Regions from separate parts of the Capsicum annuum genome. Here region 2 is linked to region 1. Evidence: chromatin contacts called from public Hi-C data. All regions are on one chromosome and are shown on one strand. The core of a region is the stretch at or near the end of the contact, and the rest is flanking DNA. Distances in the headings are between cores, read along the strand shown.

Region 1 (3,938 bases), core at 406-2,905:
ACTCCTTTCGCTGCTCCTCGTTACCATTATCTCTAAAACCTGTCAATTCAAAAGTCTCAGAACAGTCATCTCCTCTTAAGGAATTGGAATTCGAATTTGAATCCCTTTCACCAACCAACACTTTGGCTCCAAGATATTGATCACCCGTAGCAGGCAATACTGCTGCCGCCTTCATCTGATCCATTTCTGCTACAACAGCAGCTGCAGTCTTCCTAATTGAATTAGACCTATCAAGACTCTTCCTTCGCCTCGAAGACGAATCCGAATAATACTCCTTAGTCTGAATAGACCCTCCAGGTACCCCTTCATCCTCATTGATAGAAGTCATTGAAAGACGCGGTTCCTCAACAGGTATTTGATGATCAAACCGCGGAATATGCACAACCGGGGCATCTTCTATAACCGAAACCATTGGTGGCATTCTAGGGAAACTCCTACCAATCAAATAACCATCCCAAGACGCACGAGGCTCGTCAAAAGAATACCGAGGATCATCAAAACTCATCCTCCCAGCATCAAGTGAAAATCGAGGATCAGTATCACATGACCTTCTCCCAAAACCATAGTCTGCTATCTCAGATTGTGTATCCCTATTATTATTATAGCGCCTTGAAATTGGCTTTTCTATATGCAATGTACCTGAATTTTCGCCATTTTCGCTATTGTTTCGCTTCTTCAGCTTCTGTTTTTTCCTCCAGTTGTGCCATTTCTTGCTAAATACCGATGCAGCTGACCAAAAACTCCCTCCAATTTCCTTTTTCGCCTTTTTCGCCTGTGAATCGAGATCGATATAATCTTTTATCGGCTTCAATACATCCACATTCACCTCTTCTTCAACCACAATCTCTGGCTCCACCGGTAACTCCTCTTCAACTATCTCATCAACCACATTTCCAGAATCTTCATCTTTTTCGGGCTCCTCTTCCTCTTCCTCCTCCTCCTCCTCCTTAACTGGTCTACCACCAATGTCATTCCGATTTTGTGAACAAGTGGGCTTACAAGTTTTCGTCTCGTCGTCTATTGAAAACAAAGACCAAAGAGTATTACGTCCTCGCACATCACAGGACTTTCTTTGGGGTTCAAAAGCAGCAGCATTAAACCCCAACGCCTCGTTTTTTGAAGCGGAGAAGGACTTAGTCCTCCGAAGTTCAGGAAAAAACGAGGTGGACTTAGCGGGTTTAGGAGGAAGATTACTAGCAGAAGGTTTGGAAAAAAGGGATTTAATGGCAGCAGTAGCAGAAGAAGTAGAAGGACGACGAGAAGAAGAAGAAGGATTATCATTGTTGGCATTGTTATCTAAGGTGGTGAGTCGTTCACACAGACATTCAGGGCAAAAGCCCGTGAATTGTTCATCTGGGTGACGGTCACAACTGAAAGAAGAGCGTGGTGGTTGAGTAAGTTGTGGTTGTGGTGGTGGTTGAGTTGGGTCTATAGTGGTGGGATTCATTTGTGTGCAGCAATGTGCACTTTGTTCATGTTAATTATAACATTGCATAGTAAGAAATTGTAGAGACTTTTGGAGTTATGAAGAACAAAAAATGGAGAATTTTGTGTTCACAACGGGCAACAAGTGAGAGAGAAAAGAGAGAGAAGTTCAGAGTGAAGAAGAAGAAGAAGAAGAGTAGAACGTGTTGGAAGGAGAGACAAATTAAAAGAACCAAAAAAAATACTCTATTTTCTCTCTCAACTTTTTTTTTCCTCTCTCTCTCTAGAATTCTCTTTACGATGCTTTTTTCTTTTCTACGGATATGTATATATTTTCTCCAAATACTGCTATAAAATACGGAGATATTTTCTAATTTACTTTTAATGGATATTTTCTAAAATAAATTTTTAGTAGTTTCTTATTTTGGTTATGTAAAATTTTATTTACTTAAAAAATATAAAACTAAAAGAATATTATTATGTCTTTTGATTAATTAAAACATTGTTATTTAAGAACAAAATAAAAGAATTAAAATATCACTAATTCAGGAACGAAGCTATTAATACTTTCGTAACGATTTTTGTTTATGGACATTCAAATTATGCTAATTTTACTCAATATTTTAAATGTATATTCTTTTATCCTGTTAATAAGAAGAATTGCATCTTGAATTTTCATATAACTTTTAAATGTTTAAGTCTTAAATTTAGAATAATATATTATTTAAAATAAATTAAAGTAATTCTTTTAAGCGAAAATATCACATAAATTTAGATAAAGAAATGACTAATGTCATATACTCCCACCACTCCATTTTGATTATTTCATTTATAAAAGCTAACTGATTAAACTAATTATTATTTTAAAAATTAAGATATATTAATTATTAATCATCTTTAAGTTTACTTAATAAATGTGGAGGGACTAATGTGATCAAAGGAAAACAATATTAAATTAAAATTAGAGAATAGATAAAAATAAATTAATTAAATTATCCTTTTAATTAAGTAAAATAAATTGGAGGAAACATAACATTTACTCTTTATACACTAACAGATTAATATAGTTAAATGCCGATAGTTAATGGGGGTCAATGACTTTAAATACCATAGGTATAAGTATAACCTATTAAACGACATTTATTATGCTGTTATGTCTTGTTTGTTTTGTTGTATGAGAAAATTAAATAATTTTGACTTAAAAAACCCGCAATATTAATGTATTGTTTGATTTCACACTTGAAACCACTTCATCGCCAAAACAAGTCTATTAATATTGCAGCACTTAACTTCACTGTAAACTTATGTGTAATCAGATTTTGTACATATTCCTCCCTAGCTTTGTTCATATTTACTAGTAAAATATACCTCTTTCGTCTCGTTTTAATTGATCCTCTTTCTAAAAATATTTGTTTCAATTTAATTATCTCTTTGATGAAATCAAGAGAATTTTATTATATTCTTTTAATACTACCTTAGCATTAAATGACTAAACAAAGTGTATATATATTCAAATTTATATTTTCAAAGCATAATTAATAAGTCTAATTTGATTAAATAAATTTTTAATAAATATTTTTTTAAGGGGAGTGTTAAGTCCATAGGGTCTAATTAATACGAAACGGAAGGAGTGCTACTTTCATTTTATTTTAGTTGTCTACATTTTATTTTACACAATAATTAAGAAATCATAAATTGAATAATGAATTTTATTATTTTACCCTTTACAATATTAATGTATTCATTGGGCATGAAAATGGACATTGAATTGTAATTGTTCGCATTTAATGTATACAATTATTTGTAGGGGTAAAATAAAAAATAATTAATTTTATCATAATTTAGTTAGTGATCAACTAATATGAGACATTTATTTTTAGTATGATGACCAATTAAAATAGGACGGATGGAGTATTAATAACAGTTGTTTAAGTTTACTTGTAAACTTGAAAAATTAAGAGGTAATTTGTCATTTTGTATCTATTTTATTTTTATTATTGACTATAAATTTATCATTTTGTATTTACTTTACTTTTTTATTGAATATAGTCATTATAAAATGCATTTTTTAAAGTATTAAATTTATTTATATTCAAAAGATAATATAATTAAATTATTTTTTTATTGATTGCTTTTCAAAAGGTGTGTCAAGTCAAACATGAAGGAGTAAATAAACCGAAGGAGCATATTAGGAGGAATATACGCCCTCCATTGACCATTCCTTTTTATATGTGTCCTTCATTTTTCGTGAATTAATTTGACTAATTTTTATAATTAGATTAGTTTTAATTTTTTAAAGTTAAAATTCAGGTATTTAAAAATTATATGGAAAATACTACTCCCTCTGTTTCGTTTTAGTTGGACCTCTTTTTAAAAATATTTGTTTCAGTTTAGTTGTCTCTTTGATGAAATCAAGAGAATTTTATTATATTCTTCCAATATTACCCTTGACATTAAATAACTAAACAAAGTATGTATATATTTAAATTTATATTTTCAAAACATAATTAATA
Region 2 (3,938 bases), core at 419-2,918, 79 kb after region 1:
GTAAAATCACGATTGAAACAACGAAGCAAACATATTTTAAATGACTTATAATAACTAATTAGAAGTGATATAACAAAATTATTATAAAAAATACTTATGAAAAAAAATTAATTGAACCTCACATAAGACGTCAAGTTAATTTAAAATATCAAGAGTCAATTTATCATTTTATGTCTATTTTACCTTTTTTCATTAAATATTATTAATTTTTTACTACATAAATAACTTATAATAATTAATTAGGGTTGATATAGTAAAATTACGGGGTAAAGAAACTGAAGCTGACATGTCAGAAATGTCTATTTTACTTTTTTATATTAAATATTTTTTTAATACTTAAATGACTTATAATAATTAATTAGGAAAAATATAGTAAAATTACGATTAAAACAGCTGAAGCAGGCAGCATGACCCTAAGCTCCTCCATTCACTCTTCTATTATAGAGTTATACACATATATATGTATATATGTTTAATGAATTTTCAAATAACCCTCTGTGTACACACACATATATTTATATGTATATATATTTAATGAATTTTCGAATAACCAAGGGTTGACATGCTTGTGGATAGAGATATGGATCAATCAATTTGGTTTATTTTATGTATTATCGATATTCAATTTTTAAATATGCTAAATCAATAAGATATTTATTATCGATTTTTGATTTATCGATATTTAGTCCTTAACGGTTTGATTTTCGATTTAACCAATAAGAAATACTCATAAAATAAAAATAATAGCAACTACATAAAAAAAATCAAATCTTAGTTGCAGCCAAAATCCTACATGATGTGTTTACCCAATAACCTAATAAAAAAAAATCGAAATAGAACCAATAACCCAATAAAAATATTTATAAGAACATTAAAAAACTATTAACCCAATAACAATAAACCAATAATATTTTTGTTGGTTTGATTTATTGATCGACTACTTATGGAGATAGATGCGCGAGTAAATAATATAGCCAATTGATATGCAGTGAATACAAGATTGTTTTTCTTCAATTCAATATACGCTTGACTCTCATATCGTTGAATATTTTTTTTCAGTGAAAGTTGACGGAAAAGTGCATATTTAATTTCAATGTTGCTCGAATGAACATCCTTTTGCAGTTGTGTTGATATTTATTAGATTAAATTTGTCAAAGTGCAATTAGCATCAACTAGGATTTGTAGGAATATCGGATTGACATATATCGATTGACGGAATACATACACAGGCCCTTCAACTATATCACTTTTTCCGTATAGGCACCTCAATTAAGCTATGTACCTATTAAATCCTTTACTTTTTCACAAAGCGTGTTAATTGAGTCCAATCTGCTGACGTGGCAAAAAATATAAACTGTGTGTAATACACATGCCAATGATGTGGCAAAGTGACAAATCAAACAATGACACGTGACATTTTAATTTAAAATAATTATAAAAATAATTTTTTAATATAATTAAATCTAAATTAAAAATAAATAAATTAATACACCCCACCCCTAGCAGCACCCCACCCCTAGCAGCCCTTCTCTTCCAACCCCAACCCCGCCCCCCTCTTCCTAGTCGATTCAGCGCAAAAAGAAAGAAAAAAGAATTGTATCTTATTATTCTTCTTCATTACATATACTACTACTGCTAGAAGGAAACTCCCCCTCCCCGTGGAGAAGCCATTAATGGAGAAGAAGATATGGAGAAGATGATGACTATTTTTTTTTTTAATTTCTTTAATGTGCTTTTGTTTTTTATTGGTTGAGGTTTTTTATATATGAATGATTTTTAAAGAAACCATTAATGGAGAAGAAGATATGGAGAAGAAGACGATGAGTATTTTTTTCTTTTTTAATTTCTTTAATGTGGTTTTTTAATTGGTTGGAGGATTGGTGTGTGTGGAATTTTGTGAGTCCGTGTATTTATTGTAACTGTGTGTATATATTTAGGAAGAAGAAAAATGGAGTCTTCCTTTTGCTTCTCTGTATTGTGTGTGTATGAATGAAATTCTCCATTATTGTGGGTTCTTTGAATGGAGAAGAAGATGAATGCTACTTTTTTTTTTTTTTTTTATAATTTCTTTAATGTATTTTTTTTATTGGTTGTTTTTTTTATGTTTAATTTTTTTTATTAATTATGATTTCTAAGGAGAGTGTATTGCACCTGCCACACCATGTCAGTGCTACGTCAGTGACTGGACTCAATTGACATATTTTGTGAAGGAGTAAATGGTTCAATAGGTACATGACTTAATTAAGGTGCCTATACAGAAAAAGTCAAATAGTTGAGGAGCCTGTATATGTATTCAGCCTATATCGATTTGAATTCCAACTTTCATTGTGTTATACTAAAATTGTGACATGATACATTAGTGAGATCCTGAGAGCAGAAACAAAACTCAATTGCAGCTAGGATGGCTTTGAATTGGAGAAGAAGAAGATATATTTTCTGTTGGTGTGTCTCGCAAGATTATGTCTAGGCTAATATTTTGATCCAAGATTTTATTCGCGTGACTAGCAGATCAGTAGCGAGATTCTATTTTGTATAAATAGTACGGAGTATGAAAATAAAGGGGTAAATGCTTGGTAGTATTTTAGGAAGAATTACCTAAAACTACAATCTAAATTTCTATTATTACATAAAATTTCAACTACCAAATGTAAGTACAAAAAACCCTTTTTGACATTTTCTCTCTCCGAATTTCATATACGTATCTCACATATTCTTTTCGTACGTTTAAATGCTCCTCAAAGAGTGTCTAAAATCAAGGAACCTCAATCAAACGGTTTTCAAATTTTGAATTAAAAGAGGCTGCAAAGAACGTCAACCTCTCCGCCACAAAATCCTAATTCCAAACTTTCAACCAAAACACTTCGCCCGCTTCTTTCCCAATCAACATTCTTCCTTTTAAATTCAGCCCCTAAAGTCGACACTACCATGCTCGCAATAATTATCATCGACGGCGAGCCATCTTTTTTCTTATTTTTCTTTCCTTCTTTTTCAATGGTGGTTGGGGGTGACGTTTGTGGGAGAAGACGACATCATACTTGTAGTTTTCTTTATCGGTGGTGTTTCTTTAGTTCCTTTTCAATGGAGATTGTGGGATAAGACGATGTCATACTTGTATTTGTTGTTGGTTGCTTTTTCATCGGAGATGACGTTTTGGCAACGACGTGGTTGGTCGAAGCTCGTGATTGTTGGATCTGTGAGCTCATTTCATCGTAGACGATCTCGTCGTTGTGTTGGTTGGTTTGAGCAATGAAGACATTATGTTATTTATAATCTGATACATAACACATGTATGTGTATATATGTCATTTGACATTGCTGAGAGTTATTACGTCACGCCATATATATGTTTGACATGGGCACTATCGGTTTGTTTTATTTCAAAATCATATACATAGCTTTGTTATGTATATGTTTGACCCAGACACTGTTGGGTTGTTCTATTCTAAACCCATATGCATAACACTATTTGTATGCCATACAAATTGCCGAGTTATTTTATTTTAACCCATATACATAACTATGGGAATACATAAGCAATTGCGAATCTATATTGAAATAAAATATACATAGCATAGTTATGTATATAACTCTGTTAGACCTGTTGAACTGTGTTATTTAAATCGATACATAGCATACTTACGTATATGGATTAGCCATTGCTCATCTGTATTATCAGTATTGAAAATTTTTGTTTAAGTTTTGTTGCATATTAAACTAATGTTGATTTGCAGTGTATATCATTTATAGGGATGAAATACACCAAAATGCCTCAACAGTATAGAAATGTTCATCTTCTTGAGATTTTTTTTTTGAAGAAACAAAGCTTGAGAAAATAGCAAAATTTTGATCGAAAATATAAAATCTGATTTGTTTGATCGACTACCTTGATTTGATGTTTCAAATTTTTGAAACTAAAAGTTGTTACTGAATTTAAGGGA

What was found. A called contact is a pair of places that touch in the nucleus more often than the background predicts.
Region 2: a Hi-C map of leaf shows a contact between it and region 1, with 2.5 times the contacts expected there. The contact joins the enhancer-like site here to the promoter of LOC107842778 in region 1. A contact is called at or near these places in 3 of 5 Hi-C or Micro-C datasets (bud, leaf and placenta).

The regions. Positions count from the first base shown.
Region 1 is chr9:53,615,585-53,619,522 of UCD10Xv1.1, forward strand. LOC107842778 (protein OCTOPUS) reads right to left here and starts at 1,656. Exons shown (of 2, transcript XM_016686802.2): 1 at 1-1,656. The coding sequence starts at 1,447.
Region 2 is chr9:53,694,798-53,698,735 of UCD10Xv1.1, forward strand. No RefSeq gene overlaps it. Among protein-coding and RNA genes, the nearest start is that of LOC107842778, 80 kb to the left of the region's middle. Within about 2 kb of position 1,669, at least 4 of the 5 cell types and tissues checked have an H3K27ac peak or open chromatin away from gene starts, as enhancers often do. A contact at or near this core is called in bud and leaf, where this site is marked.